Linked DNA regions of Sus scrofa: all the other regions are linked to region 4. Evidence: chromatin contacts called from public Hi-C, HiChIP or PLAC-seq and promoter capture Hi-C data. All regions are on one chromosome and are shown on one strand. Each heading gives the region's core, a stretch centred on a gene start, on an enhancer-like site or on the middle of the called end of the contact. The rest is flanking DNA. Distances are from core to core; before and after follow the strand shown.

Region 1 (2,700 bases), core at 81-2,580, 180 kb before region 4:
AAAAGGCTGAGAAGTGCAAAGTGCACCCATGAATGGGTGTGCGTGTGTGTGTGTGTGCGTGTGTGTGTGTGTCTGGGTGCCTGTTGCCTCAGCATAACTGGGGCATACACCAGCCCTCCATTCTCCCATATGCCAGTGCCCAGGGGCAAGGGGCCTGAGGCCCTAAGGGGAGCCTCCAGCCCAGGCCTCCCTCATCTCCTCTGCCCCTACCTTCTGCAGCTCCACTGACTCCAGCACCAGGCCACCGTGTCCACTGCCGGCTCTGGTTACCTGCTCCAGCGGGGCCACCAGCTCACACCAGCAGCTCCCAGCACTCAGCTCTGACACCTGATCAGCTCTGAACAGGCAGCCACCCCCAATGGTAGGGGATGAGCAGAGGGAGGAGACAGACTGGCAGTGGGCCTGTCTGTTGGCCACCAGGCTTTGGCAGGAAGACATGGATGTTTTTCCCTAACATCACTGGGCAGATTTCAGTTTCTGGAAAGAGCCACCCTCTTCTGCTCTTCCCATCCTTTGGACTTGCTGTTCCTCTGCCAGGAGCCCTCTTTCTGTACCTCCTGTCAGCCCCAATTGGCTGATTTCCCCCACCTCACTTGTACTCACTGTTCAGATCTTTAGTGAAACATTTCCTCCTCCAGGAAGCCTTCCTGGTTGTCTCCCAGGCTGGGTCAGCTGCCTCCGCCAGAGCGCCTTCCTTGCTCAATGCCCTCATTACACACAGGTCACACTAAGTCACCACTGCTAGGTCATGAAATGCTGCATTTGCTCTCCAGCGTCCCCCTAGTGGCTGTGCAATACATTTCTTAAATGAGTCCTAAAGGCCACCAGCCCCAGTGACCGGAAGCAGTTTCTCCATTTTCTTGGTGCAGTCGAGACCTGTCCTGCTGAGTGATTATCGCCCACCTAGATAATGTCCAAGTATCTTAAGAGTGGCGTCCTCAACCTTCCCTTAGTGAGGCCCCAAATTGCCCCCACGACGCACAGGTACTGTACATTTGTAAATTTAGAAAATTCTGAAATTTTCAGGGGAAAGAACCTTGGATTGGGAGCATGAGTCCCGGGTCCCTTCTCTCAAGCTCTGTTCTGCAAGAGTGGAGGGCGAGTAAGGGGAACGTCAATTCACTCATTTGTGAGAAAAGGGGAAAAGGGCACTGATCTTCGTGCCCCTCGCTTTAGAGGCGACTAGAGAACTCTCTCGTCGGCTATCCCCCAGTTTCCAGCCCGGTCACTGGACAGCCTTTTTCCCACCACCCGCTACATGCCCAGCATACAGTACGAAGCAGAAGCTGGAAGCAGGTCTCCCTTTGCCATCAGTTAATATGGCGACCGCAGCGTCCGTCCGGGGCGCATGCGTCTTGGAAGGAGACGCCAGGTGCGGTGGATGGGAATGCGGCTCCTCCTTCCCCGTCCCACCCCATTTCCGGCGGAAGCGGCCACAACAAGGGAAACTTTATTGTTCCCGTTGGGGCGGTGAGGATGTCGGTGAATTATGCGGCTGGCCTGTCGCCGTACGCAGACAAGGGCAAGTGCGGTCTCCCCGAGGTGAGCGCGGCGGGATCCCGACAGCTACCCCCAGGGCCGTGGGCTGGGCGGGGCCTACCGGCAGCGGGGAATTGTGGGAATAGCAGGAGACACTGAGGCTAGATAATGGGAGGGACTTCCCAATGAGGAGGGGGCGGGAAGTGACGCCCCAGCGCGGCCGGGGACGCGAACACGCCCAGCTCTGGGTCGGTTAGGCTGGTGACTCGGGGAAGGACCAGCGATGGGGTGGTCTTCAAGTTCTGATAAGGGAGCACCCAATGTATATCCAGGCAGAATGCACTACCCGGGCAAAGCGGGGGGGTGGGGTGGAAATAAACTTAGAGAGCAGATTAGATCAAAGAGGTTTCCAGAAGGAGGCCAGGATGGGCCTCAAGTGCCAGGCTGGGGAGTTGACACTAAGGGTGATGCGGAAGGGTTTTGACCTGGGGAGGAACCTGGAGGATGTATCAGAAACACTCCTCCAACCACGCTGAAAAGAAGTCCCTCCGTACGCTGAGACCTTGGCTGGGTCACTTCTTTCTGGGTTTCCTTTCCCCTTCTGTAAACTGGGGAGAAGATTGCCCCCCTCCCACAAAGGCTGGCTCGTTCATTCTGAGTCAGGCATCAGTGAGCTCTTAGATGATGTGCAGCCCCACTCTTCCCTCCTGGGTGTTTTTCACTTTATTCCACAAACATTCAAGTACTTACCTTATACCAGACACTTTCTCCAACCTGGAGCCACATCACAGAACAAGACAGATGAGCAGCAAATAAGTATAAGAAATCAGATAGTGGGGAGTTCCTGCTGTGGCGCAGCAGTTTAAGGATCCTGCCTTGCTGGAGCTGTGGCTTGGATTGGATCCCTAATCAGGGAACTTCCCTATGCTGTGTTGCAGCCAAAAAAAAAGAAAGAAGAATAAAAAGAAACCAGATGGTGGTAAGAGCTAGGGAGAAAAGCAAAGCAGATAAGAAGAGCTGAGGGCTGCATTGAAACCAGGTGGCCAGGGAGCCATCACTGAAAATGACTATTTTTCCCCCAATTTAAAAAATACTCATAAAATATACGCAATATAAAATTTACTTTCTTAACTATTTTAAGACTACAGTTCAGCAGTATTGAATACATTTATAATGTTATACAACCATCACCACCATCCATTTCCAGAGCTTTTTCATCTT
Region 2 (2,700 bases), core at 132-2,631, 220 kb after region 4:
ATGTCCACTAACAGGAAGGTGATGGGATGCTGCCACCGGCTTGGCATTCTGAGTTCTGATTTGGGGTGAGACAGTTTACACTGACTCCCCCCGCATCCATGGCAGAAATATATTAACCGTCGTATGATTTTCTCAGCAGCCCCGTGATGTGGTGACTCTTATACCCATTTTCACAGAATAGAAAACGGAGGCCAGGTCAGATTCCATGCATTTTTTTCTCCCAAACCCCAGGCAGGGTGGGATCTAACAATCAAGATGAATCCCCTCCCATCCCCGCAGACCCCAGATCTTAAGCAGATCTGCTTCCTGGGAGTGACCCCAAATGCCAGGCTAGCTGTCTACCCTGTGACTGGGACGCTCATGCTGCCCCAGCCCCAGAGGGCCCTCTTGGTCCAGGACAGAGACTCGAGGTGCAATCAGACACTGGGCTGGCTGAGAAGCCCTCTTTGTCATGCACTTTGGGGAGAAAATGACCCAGAAAAAGCTCTTGCCACCCGACCCCTGTCCTCTCCAGGGCCTCCTTTGCCAGGAGACCATCCTGGCTTTTTGCCCACAGTTGACTCTGCAGACTGTTGTGACAACCATCCTTCTGCCCCTGCCTGCATTTCTCCCTTGGGAGATTTCACCCCCAGAAGAAATCAAGATAAGCGAGGTAAGCTGCCCCCAGAACCCCTGGCCCCCTGCCCAGCCCCCGACTCCAGCAGCAGGTGGGGTGGGGGAGGCAGGATGCAATTGTCTGGAAACTTGGGACCCTCTTAAGTTCCAGGAGGCCCAGATATCCACCAGATGCCAGGCGGCCTCGCCTGCAACTTCCCCGCCAGCCTCCCCTCCTAGGTTTTTGGGATCAGAGGCCAGCCTGTGTCCCCTCAGCCCTCCGACACTGCCTGAGCCAACAGTGACCCTCTGAAGTCCGTGGCTATGGCGTCCTGGGCGGGCTGCCAGGGGCAGTTAACTACCAGCCAGATAATCCCTTAGAAACTATGTCAAATGCCCACACAGGAGTGTCAGTTTCCTGCTTCCTGGGGAGCTGGGGAGGGGGAGGTGATAGGGGACCCAGGACCCCGTGGCAGTGGGGAGCCCAGTCTGGACAGTGCCTTTAGGATAGCAGGCAGAGTGGGGGGAGGGGACACTCACCTGTCTAGGAGGCTGGGTGGCCTCTGGGCAGGCAGCAGGAGCCAGGGCCTGGGTGCTTGCCTGGCATGGGGGCAGGGAGGGGACCTGAGGCTTGAGCTCTGTCCTCCCCACCTGTTTGCCCAACTTTTCCTCCCCGTGGTGGCCACAGGCTAGCCAGTCCCGTGCCTGGTGGCAGAACCAGCAGGGTGACAAGCACAGGCAAACCAGCAAGAGTGAGAGAGACCTGGTTGGGTGTGTGGCTCTGTCGCAAGGTGCTCTCACGTGGGAGCTGCTGGCCTTAACCCCTGCCCGCCCAGAGGCCAGGGATGGCAAGCCTGCTTGCACTGTCCACTGCTGAGCCCTTGGCATCAGCAAAGGACTTGCTCATTTGGGAGGTGCTTGGGAGACATCTGGGGACTACATTCAGGAATGAATGAAAGAAGGGCATACCCTCAGTTCCCCCTTCTCCCCACTGTTCCCCTTGCACCTGTACGTGCCAAGCCCGTGCCGGGGCTGTGCCTTCACCAGGCATGTGGTCCAGCAGCTTGTGGCAGGGCTGCTCCCCCCCCACTCCCCACAGATCTGAGCACAAACTGCTTCTCTGCCACCAAATGACCTGCAGGATTCCTACACTGAGAATTTTCTATCACTTAGCTGGGTGGTTTTGGGCAAGTCTCAGGTCCCCTCAGTTTCCTGATCTAAAAAAATGGGAACTGGTGTCTGCTCCTAGGGTTGTTTCCTAGAGTAACTGAATGAGTGTCCACCCATAAAGTGCTGAGAGCTCTGCTGGGCACACAGTAGGGCTGCACCTTCTAGCCACTAGCCACAGGTGGCTGGTCTGAATGTAGGAGAGGCAGGTAAATCAGATTTGGAAAACTCATGATGCAGAAAAATATGTAAAATAGCTCATCAGTTTTACTATGGAATCCCAGTAGAAATGATCATAGTTTTGAATGTATGGGGTTAAATGAAATATATTGTTTTTTTTTTTTTTTTTGTCTTTTTTGTTGTTGTTGTTGTTGCTATTTCTTGGGCCGCTTCCGCGGCATATGGAGGTTCCCAGGCTAGGGGTCGAATCGGAGCTTCAGCCACCGGCCTACGCCAGAGCCACAGCAACGCGGGATCCGAGCCGCGTCTGCAACCTACACCACAGCTCACGGCAACGCCGGATGGTTAACCCACTGAGCAAGGGCAGGGACTGAACCTGCAACCTCATGGTTCCTAGTCGGATTCGTTAACCACTGCACCACGACGGGAACTCCGAAATATATTGTTAACAGTAATCTCACCTGTTTTTGTTTTTACAAAATGCAGTTGCTAGACATTTTAAAATGTCATTTAAAATTTAAATCGGGGGCGTTCCCTTCATGGCTCAGTGGTTAACGAACCCGACTAGGATCCATGAGGATGTGGGTTCCATCCCTGGCCTCACTCAGTGGGTTAAGGATCCAGCATTGCCATGAGCTGTGGTGTAGGTCACAGACTTGGCTTGAACCCCACATTGCTGTGATGTAGGCCAGCGGCTACAGCTCTGGTTTGGCCCCTAGCCTAGAAACCCTTTATATGCCGTGGGCGCTGCCCTAAGAA
Region 3 (2,700 bases), core at 25-2,524, 160 kb before region 4:
CCGGGCCAGGCAAAACCTGTTGGGACGGAGAGGACTGGTGGGAATTAGGAGGCCTAATTCATCCTTTGCTTTGGACTGCTGTGTGTCTCTAGGCGAGCCCCTGACCCTCTCTGGAGCTTGCTTTTCCTTTCTGCAAGATGGAAAGCATTAATGCTTCTTGTCCCAGCATTGTTGGAGCCTGAGCACAACCGTGGGGCATGGGAACAGCATCCAACCATGTTGAGGCATGAGCCCCGAGTTTAAGTCTGAACCCAACTCCAAACTGCTGTGTGACCCAGGACAAGTTACCAACCCTCTCTGGGCCTCAGTTTCACCACTTTTAAGAAAAAGGTGATGTTACCTGCCCCTTAGGGGAGCTGAAAGTTTTGACACAATAACATGCTGTGCTAAAAATCACGCACTGTGAGTGGTAAATGCATAGAGCAGAGCAGAGTCTTGGCTCTGGCCCTGGGGTGTCCACGATATGTTATCACCTGGTCCTCGATGCGGCCCCAGTCCTCGCCCAGTTCTACGTGTCTCAGGATGCCGTCCTGCCGGTCAAACAGGAGATCCAAGAGCTCCAGGCTGTCAATAGGGCCCATAGGACTGGCAGAGGAAGCCATCTGGGGCAAGGAGGGGACATTTGTGGGTCATGAAGCCCCTCCCCTCCCCACCACCCATCCACACACCATCATAAGTAAGGTCTGTCCCACTCCAATTCAATCCCAGCTCAGCCCTCAGGTTGGACTGCTGCTCCCACTTGCTGAGCCTCAGTCTCCAAATCTGTGCAGTGGGGATGACCCAGAGACTCGCCAGGCCTGAGAGCCAACTGCTATAAAAAGCACTAGACAGATACACCAGGGGATGATCAGCTTGGTCAGCTCCCATGAGGCCAATGGAGCCAGCCTTCTCTTATATTCCCTTCCTGCCCAAAGCTCCTGCTTCTAGAGTGCAGGGGGAACCTGGAAGGATGACCAAGAGCAACCCCAGGAGAGAGGCATGATTTTGGTCATTGTCTTCCCCTCTGGGCCTCAGTCTTCCCATCTGTACAATGGGGTGTGAGGTTCCTGTCAACTCTGGAAGCTTAGGGAGGGCTCCTGGCATAAACCCTCCCTCCCCCATGAACCTGTACAGGGCTCACCTTTTCAATGGCTAAATCCCCATTCACGAGCCCAGCCAGTTCTGTCTCCAGCCGACTTCTGGTATGCTCCGAGCTAGAGGCTCATCCCACCACCAGGGCTCCCAGCCTCTCTATGCCTCTGTTACCACCTCTAAAAGATGCTGAAATAGTCCTGGCACACTCCCAGCCCACCCCCAGGTGCTGATTGGAGAACAGGCAAGATGGACAGGGTTAAGGACCAGTGACACAGGGGCAGGCTAGGGGGAGGGGAGGAGAGACCGTTATCTCAGATGTTTTGCACTTTTCCAGCCGCCAGTGGGCAAAGGCCAAAGTCTGGGGTGCTGTAGCTCTAGCATGACCTCTCCCCTACTTTCAGGGGCTATTTCTTGTCATATTCCCTGTATGTCAGCTCCAGAAGACATTCAGAGCCCCTGGCCACTTCCTATTCACTCCCAGAACAGAACAAAACCAAGTGCAGCTCAGACCTTTGCTGGAGCCCCTCCCTCTGCCAGGAATTTCCTTCCCTCATCAGAGCTGGCAACCCTCTACCTTCCCCAACCCCCAAGCAAGTTCTGGCCAAACCAAAGTGATCAATTCCTTCTAGAATCTTCTATCATTCATTTATTCTCAATAAATATTATGGAGCTACATGTATATCTATCTACCTCAGGGCCTTTGCACTGGCTGCTCCCTCTGCCTAGAACTCCTATCCCCTTCACCCTGACTCTGACACTGTGTTCACCTATTCATAAATGTTTGATTCTCATGGATCTCAGCCCAGACAACTGAGAGGCTGTCTCTGACCGTCCATCAGAGAGGAAGGTCACATCGCTGTTTTCACTATTTGAAATTTTCATTTTCTTTCTTTGGCCACACCTACAGCATGTGAGTGATCCCTGTTCCATCAGGGATCGAACCTGTACCACAGTGAACCCGAACCACTGCAATGACAAGGCTGGATCCTTAATCCGTTGCACCCCAGGTGAATTCCTGGTGTGTGTGTGTGTGTGTGTGTGTGTGTGTGTGTGTGTGTGTGTCTTTTTAGGGCCGAAACTGTGGCATATGGGAGGTCCCAAACTAGGGGTCAAATCAGAGCTGCAGCTGCCAGCCTATGCCACACCATTGCAATGCCAGATCAGAGCTGCATCCTCAACCTACACCTCAGCTTGCAGCAACACCGGATCCTTAACCCACTAAGTGAGACCAAGGATCGAATCCATGTTCTCATGAATACTAGTCAGATTCATAACCCACTGAGCCACAATAGGAACTCCTCTAAAATTTTCTTGTCTCCTTGCCTATCCTCATCCTTCATTCCTCCCCCACCCCTTCATGTGAGCGCTTCAGGGCTAGGATAGAGCTTCTTTTATTGTTGGCTGGATCCCCAGCATCTAGAAAGGCATGGCACACAGGGGATGCTCAATCAGCTTTTACTATTGAGCACCTCCTGTATGCCAGCCACTATTTTAGGCCCTGGTGATAAGGCACAGGACGATCTAGACTATTAGCGTATAAACATACCGAAAACTGACAAATGGAAGATGCTACCAAAAAACTATATGTAACCATGTTTAAAGGGCAAAAGAGGACTGCCAAAGGCT
Region 4 (2,700 bases), core at 46-2,545:
ATGGCCGCACCCAGAGGATATGGAACTTCCTGGACCAGGAATCAAATCCCAGCCAGAGCTCCGGACCTAAACCACACCTGCCCTGACGGTGGATTCTTAACGAGGCCGCACTGCGCCACAGCGGGAACGCCGAGAGGGGCTTAAGTCCAGACCTGAGCTTGCAAGGCTTTTTACATGTGTACATCATCCCTTCTCCTAGCATAGGGAAAGCACTTCAGTCCCCCTTCTTTTGGCAGAATGAGTTTAAGGAAAGAAGTGGGTTAATTTGTGCTAATATCACTAATTGGTGCAAGAAATACTTATGAGCGCCTACTGTGTACCAGGCATTGAGTTGGGCTCTTTATCAAGGATAAAGATACTGAATTGAAAGCCAGCTCATTCCATCCAGTCAGAGATCTGAAATACAATTGTTTCTTAGGGTCATATTAGGACACAAATGCAAAGTAGTCTTCCTGCGCCTCCCCCTGGAAGGAAAATGAAATAGAAAATGGGATTATGCATGTGAAGAAGCGTTCAGCCCCTGTGCCCGCGACACAGCAAACCAGTTCCTGAAATAAGTGCTCATTGATAGTAATGATAGTTAATTAAAAAGAGCTGACGTGTATTGAGAACTGTGTCAGGTATGGCGGTAGTTTTACTGTTCCCCGGTGAGGCAGTACAGATTACTCCCATTTTACAGACAAGAAAACCGAACAGAAAATCCGAGTATCTACTGTAAGAACACTTACAGCGGTGGGACAGTAGGTATTTTGTTCACTGTTATATCCGCAACACCTACAGCCATGCCTGTTATAGGAGACGCTCAACCCGTCTCTTTGGAATAAATGAGTGCTTAAAAAATTACCTGCTTTTTAAAAATCTTATTTTAATGAAATAATTATAGACGTAGTTGCAAAAATAGTACAGAGAGGTCCCTAGTACCCTTTCCCCCAGCTTCCCCCATTACTGTCAATTTACATCACACTATCAAATCCAGGAAATTAACCTTGGCACATTCCACAGACCCTGTTCATATTGTAATGTGTTTTAATACAAATGTTTGGCATTTTACAAATTGATATCGTGCTAGGATTGGAGTAATATTCTCAGCTAAGGCTGAGCTCTTCCCTTTCTGCACCGGAGTATTGCATACCTGAGGCGTGCACCCACCTCGGGGCCAAACACGCCCCAGGGAAAATCTTAAGTGCTGAATGTAGACCCCCTACTTTCCAGCAGCCTTGCAGACGCCTAAGGGGTTACCCGGGGGGAGGGCGTCAGTGCGCCTGCGCGCAGCGATGCTTCACCCCGCCCCCGAAGCGCGATCAGATGACCCGCCCAACCGGCGTCGGCCTATAAAAGCTCGGGTGTTGACGTCAGCGTTCTCTTCCGCCGTCGTCGCCGCCATCCTCGGCGCGACTAACCTTACTCGGATCTGCCCGGTAGAATCCACCGCCATCCGTCACCATGGTGAGCAGTGCTGTCCAGAGGGCGGCCTGGAGCAGCGGCGGGGCCTCTGCAGGACCGGCGCTGCCAAGCCTGGAGTGCTGTGGCCTCCGGGACCGGGAGTAGACATGGCGGCTGCGGGGCTGGAGGGCCTGGGGCTGAGAAAGCGGTTGCCGCCATGTCTACGCGCTGCACTTCTCACCGAACTTCGCTTCCGGGGGCGCCGCCGCCCCGCGGGGTCCCCGGTCCTGCCGAGGCTGGGGCGGAGGCGGGGCGGTGGGGTATGATGATGTGGCAGACGCTGTAATGGCGGGCGCCGCTGTGCGAGCAGGGAGAGGGGAGCCGCCTTATGTAACCCGCGGGCCAGGAGTTTGAGTTCGATTTTCTGTCGGAAGTCGTGGGCGGCAAGGAAATGGCAAAAGGAAAGGAGAGTAAGACCCTTGGTAGCGCCCCATCTTACGCTCTGTAACCTTGGCATGATCCCTTGTCTTTACTGTATTTCCCAATTGTGAACACCTGATTCCGGGGCCACGCGGTGGAGGCTCGCGCCGGTTAGCACTGCGCAGGTCCCCCCACCTGACCGCGGGTGTCATTCAAGGAATCCAGGGTGGCGTGGGTGGCTCTGCCTGACCCCCGCAGCGAGGGGTGACCTTGGTTGTTTAAGAGGCTCTTTGGTTGGGGGAAGCCTGGAGGTACACACAGTGGCAACACAGTGTGACTTGGGGAGCTTCAGCTCTCCAGTATTCTTTAAATGGTCTCCGTGATACCCCGGTATTTACTCAGTTTAAAGGAAAGATGTCGCACTTTGGGACTTCTCAGTTTTCATTCTGGACTGTCATTCTTGAGTTGTGAGGACCAGGGAACGTGGTGAGAAGCATTTTTAAAAGAATGTCAACAAAGAGGGGGATTTGAGTGGGAGTTGGGGTGGCTCCAGGACCAACCCCCTTTGACCTTAGCCTAGCAGTGTCTATTGATCAAAGCCTTAGTGCCAAAACCCATTCCCTGAGAGCTGGGCACCTCTGAGACTCTCCTCCCCCCACCCGTAGGTGAACTTCACAGTAGACCAGATCCGGGCCATCATGGACAAGAAGGCTAATATCCGAAACATGTCCGTCATTGCCCACGTGGACCATGGCAAGTCCACTCTGACGGACTCATTGGTGTGCAAGGCTGGTATCATCGCCTCCGCCCGGGCTGGGGAGACCCGCTTCACTGACACCCGGAAGGATGAGCAGGAACGTTGCATCACTATCAAATCAACGTGAGCAATTCCTGGTG
Region 5 (2,700 bases), core at 139-2,638, 180 kb after region 4:
CATAATCAGCTCGATTTTGTTTAATTCTCATGATTAGGAGGTAGGTATGTATTTTATCATCCTCAGTTTACAATTAAGGAAGCCAGAAGCTCAGGGAGGTAACGTTAAGACAGGTGAGCCATTCTGCTAACCCTAACCCTCCCTACTGTGAGCTAAAGTCCGTCCACAGTATGGTCCCTGCCCTGCTTCCAGTGTCCCTGGAATTGAGAGAATCTCTTAACGCTAGTTTAGGATTTTCCAGTCTCATTTCTTTCTTTCTTCATTTTTTCCCCTGTCTTTTTAGGGGCCCCACCCATGGCACATGGACATTTCGAGGCTAGGAGTCAAATCGAGTGGTAGCTGCCAGTCTACACCACAGCAATACAGGATCTGAGCCACACCTGTGGCCTACACCACAGTTTAAAGCAACGCTGGATCCTTAACCCACTGAGTGAGGCCCAGAATGCCAGTCGGTCTGATTCGTTACCACTGAGCCACAATGGCAACTCCCAGTCTCATTTCTTCATCTTTTTCTTTCTTTTTTAGTGTCGGTGGCATGTGGAAGTTCCTGGGTCAGGGATCAAACCCGCACCACAGTGGTAACCAGAGCCACGAGCCACATCAGTGACAACTGCCAGATCTAGCTGAGCCACACTTTTGATTTTTGGCTCCAGCATGCGGAATCTCAGTTCTCAGACTATGGATTTGAACTTTGGCTGCAGCAGCGACAACGCTGAGTCCTAACCACTAGACCACTAGGGAACTCCCAAGCAGTGCTTTTTTTCTTTTCTTCTTCTTCTTTTTTTTTTTTTTTTTTTGTTTTCCTTTTTGCCATTTCTTGGGCCGCTCCCATGGCACATGGAGGTTCCCAGGCTAGGGGTCGAATCAGAGCTGCAGCCGCCGGCCTACGCTAGAGCCACAGCAACGTGGGATCCGAGCCACTTCTGTAACCTACACCACAGCTCACAGCAACGCCGGATCCTTAACCCACTGAGCAAGGCCAGGGATCGAACCCACAACCTCATGGTTCCTAGTCGGATTCGTTAACCACTGAGCCACGACGGGAACTCCATCTTTTCTTTTTTCTTTTTAGGGCACAAGCGGAATATGGAGGTTCCCATGCTAGGGGTCAAATCCGAGCTGTAGCGGCGGACCCTTAACCCTGCGATGGAACCCGCGTCCCCAATGTATGCTAGTCAGATTCGTTTCCGCTGAGCCAGGATGGGGACTCCACAATCAGCGTTCTTTTTAACCCCATATTGCAGTTGAGGAAAAAAGCCTCAGAGGCCAGCTCTTGGGTTTCACTCTGGGTAAATGGAAGTCTGGGATTCAAACTAGCGGCCCCAACATCTAGCGCCCCCTCGCGGAGGGTCAGAACTACATTTCCCAGCAAGCCCCGGGGACGTGCGCATGCCCAGTGATCCAGGAGGACTGCGCGGACAGATCTGCCGGCGCCCTGTCTGGGAATTGGCAAGCGGCGGCGCCTGGCAGGACTGGACCAACTCTGGCGCAGGGTCCTGGGGGCCTCGTGGGTTGAGACCACCTCGGTTTGGGACGTGAGTATCCTGGAGGGGCAGAGCGAGGTCTGGGGACAGCGCCTGAGGTCACAGGTCTGAAGTCTTGAGTCTGGGGTCTGAGCGAGAACAGGTACTTAGTTCTCCGCTTTAGAGTCAAGTTATGTCTTCAGGCTGGGTCTGAGGTCGAGGTCCGAGCCTGGGGTCAATCTTGAGCATGGCATTGGAGGTCTTGAGATGAAAGTCTGCTTTTTGGCGTATTGGAGCTCTAGTATTAAGTTTGAAGTTTGGGGTCTTGAATCCCGGGTCTCAGAGACCTCTACCTGTCTAGTCTGTATGGTAAGGGTGTGTCTCCAGTCTGGGGAGGAAGACTTGGAAGAACCAGGGCTGGGATGAACATCGTCCGTGGAAGGGGTGAGGTCTGGGGTAACAGGTACCTAAGAATCCCCTGGGGTTTGTAGTGAGAGGGATGGGGAACCTCTGCCTTAAAACTGCTCCTTCTGCCCTCAGTTTCCTTATCTGTAAAATGGGGATCATAGCAAAGCCTTCATTGGAGGGTATGGCGGGGATTACATTGTGTGTCCTGTATGAACAGCACCCAGCTAGCACCTAGTAACAGGTTGGTACCCAGGAAATCTCATCTTTGATTCTATTTTTCAGATGCTGGCTTGAGCCTGGGGTCCTGGCATGGAATTCCTAACAGCCTCCCAACCTCCTCCAGGATCTCCAGCCTCCCAACCTCCTCCAGGATCTCCAGCCATGGAGTTGGAGGAACCCAAGGATACACTTTTGCCCTCTCAGGATCTCTCCTCTGATTGCCAGTGGGACCCAGCGCCAGGAGGCCATAGCAGCCTGAGTCAAATGGAACTTGATGGGCTAAATATTCAGGACCTGGTACAACAGTTTGAAGCTCTGCCAGGTGATCTGGTGGGCCTGTCCCCAGATGGAGCCCCATGTCCCCTGCACATTGCCACTGGCCATGGTCTGGCCTCACAGGACATCACCGATGCCCATGGGCTCTTGTCTGCTGAGGCTGGCCGCGATGACTTGCTGAGCCTTTTGCAGCAAGATGAGTGCCCTCCTTCCCAGTTGTGTCCCCAGGAACCTCTGGACCCTGCTCCTCGCCTGTTGCAGCCCCCTGAGGACCCAGAGGAAGATGCTGGCCCTCAGGAGTGGGCTGAGGGAGCCTCTGCTGAGCGGGGTGGCA

What was found. Promoter capture Hi-C pulls out the DNA fragments that hold promoters and counts their contacts. A called contact is a pair of places that touch in the nucleus more often than the background predicts. HiChIP or PLAC-seq counts read pairs in DNA pulled down with a chosen protein or histone mark.
Region 1: a promoter capture Hi-C map of liver shows a contact between it and region 4, with 6 times the contacts expected there. The contact joins the promoter of ANKRD24 here to the promoter of EEF2 in region 4. A contact is called at or near these places in 4 of 5 promoter capture datasets (fetal liver, fetal skeletal muscle and liver), 17 of 47 Hi-C or Micro-C datasets (alveolar macrophages, blood, brain and 11 more) and 2 of 2 datasets of contacts at active chromatin or transcription factors (alveolar macrophages and skeletal muscle).
Region 2: a promoter capture Hi-C map of fetal skeletal muscle shows a contact between it and region 4, with 3 times the contacts expected there. The contact joins the promoter of TJP3 here to the promoter of EEF2 in region 4. A contact is called at or near these places in 2 of 5 promoter capture datasets (fetal skeletal muscle and liver) and 2 of 47 Hi-C or Micro-C datasets (fetal skeletal muscle and heart right ventricle).
Region 3: a contact with region 4 is called in an H3K27ac HiChIP or PLAC-seq map of alveolar macrophages. The contact joins the promoter of CREB3L3 here to the promoter of EEF2 in region 4. A contact is called at or near these places in 1 of 5 promoter capture datasets (fetal liver), 1 of 47 Hi-C or Micro-C datasets (embryonic fibroblasts) and 1 of 2 datasets of contacts at active chromatin or transcription factors (alveolar macrophages).
Region 5: a Hi-C map of liver shows a contact between it and region 4, with 4 times the contacts expected there. The contact joins the promoter of APBA3 here to the promoter of EEF2 in region 4. A contact is called at or near these places in 2 of 5 promoter capture datasets (fetal liver and liver), 7 of 47 Hi-C or Micro-C datasets (alveolar macrophages, embryonic fibroblasts, fetal heart ventricle and 3 more) and 2 of 2 datasets of contacts at active chromatin or transcription factors (alveolar macrophages and skeletal muscle).

The regions. Positions count from the first base shown.
Region 1 is chr2:74,567,072-74,569,771 of Sscrofa11.1, forward strand. ANKRD24 (ankyrin repeat domain-containing protein 24) reads right to left here and starts at 1,331. Exons shown (of 23, transcript XM_021084071.1): 1 at 604-1,331. It overlaps SIRT6 (sirtuin 6), which reads left to right and starts at 1,468. Exons shown (of 10, transcript NM_001114273.1): 1 at 1,468-1,542. The coding sequence starts at 1,477.
Region 2 is chr2:74,970,050-74,972,749 of Sscrofa11.1, forward strand. TJP3 (tight junction protein ZO-3) reads right to left here and starts at 1,382. Exons shown (of 21, transcript XM_005661351.3): 1 at 1,135-1,382.
Region 3 is chr2:74,586,995-74,589,694 of Sscrofa11.1, forward strand. It overlaps CREB3L3 (cyclic AMP-responsive element-binding protein 3-like protein 3), which reads right to left and starts at 1,275. Exons shown (of 10, transcript XM_021084084.1): 1 at 1,121-1,275; 2 at 474-602; 3 at 1-16. The coding sequence starts at 602.
Region 4 is chr2:74,745,246-74,747,945 of Sscrofa11.1, forward strand. It overlaps EEF2 (elongation factor 2), which reads left to right and starts at 1,296. Exons shown (of 15, transcript XM_003354002.5): 1 at 1,296-1,446; 2 at 2,469-2,683. The coding sequence starts at 1,444.
Region 5 is chr2:74,928,689-74,931,388 of Sscrofa11.1, forward strand. APBA3 (amyloid beta A4 precursor protein-binding family A member 3) reads left to right here and starts at 1,389. Exons shown (of 14, transcript XR_002341692.1): 1 at 1,389-1,535; 2 at 2,154-2,700.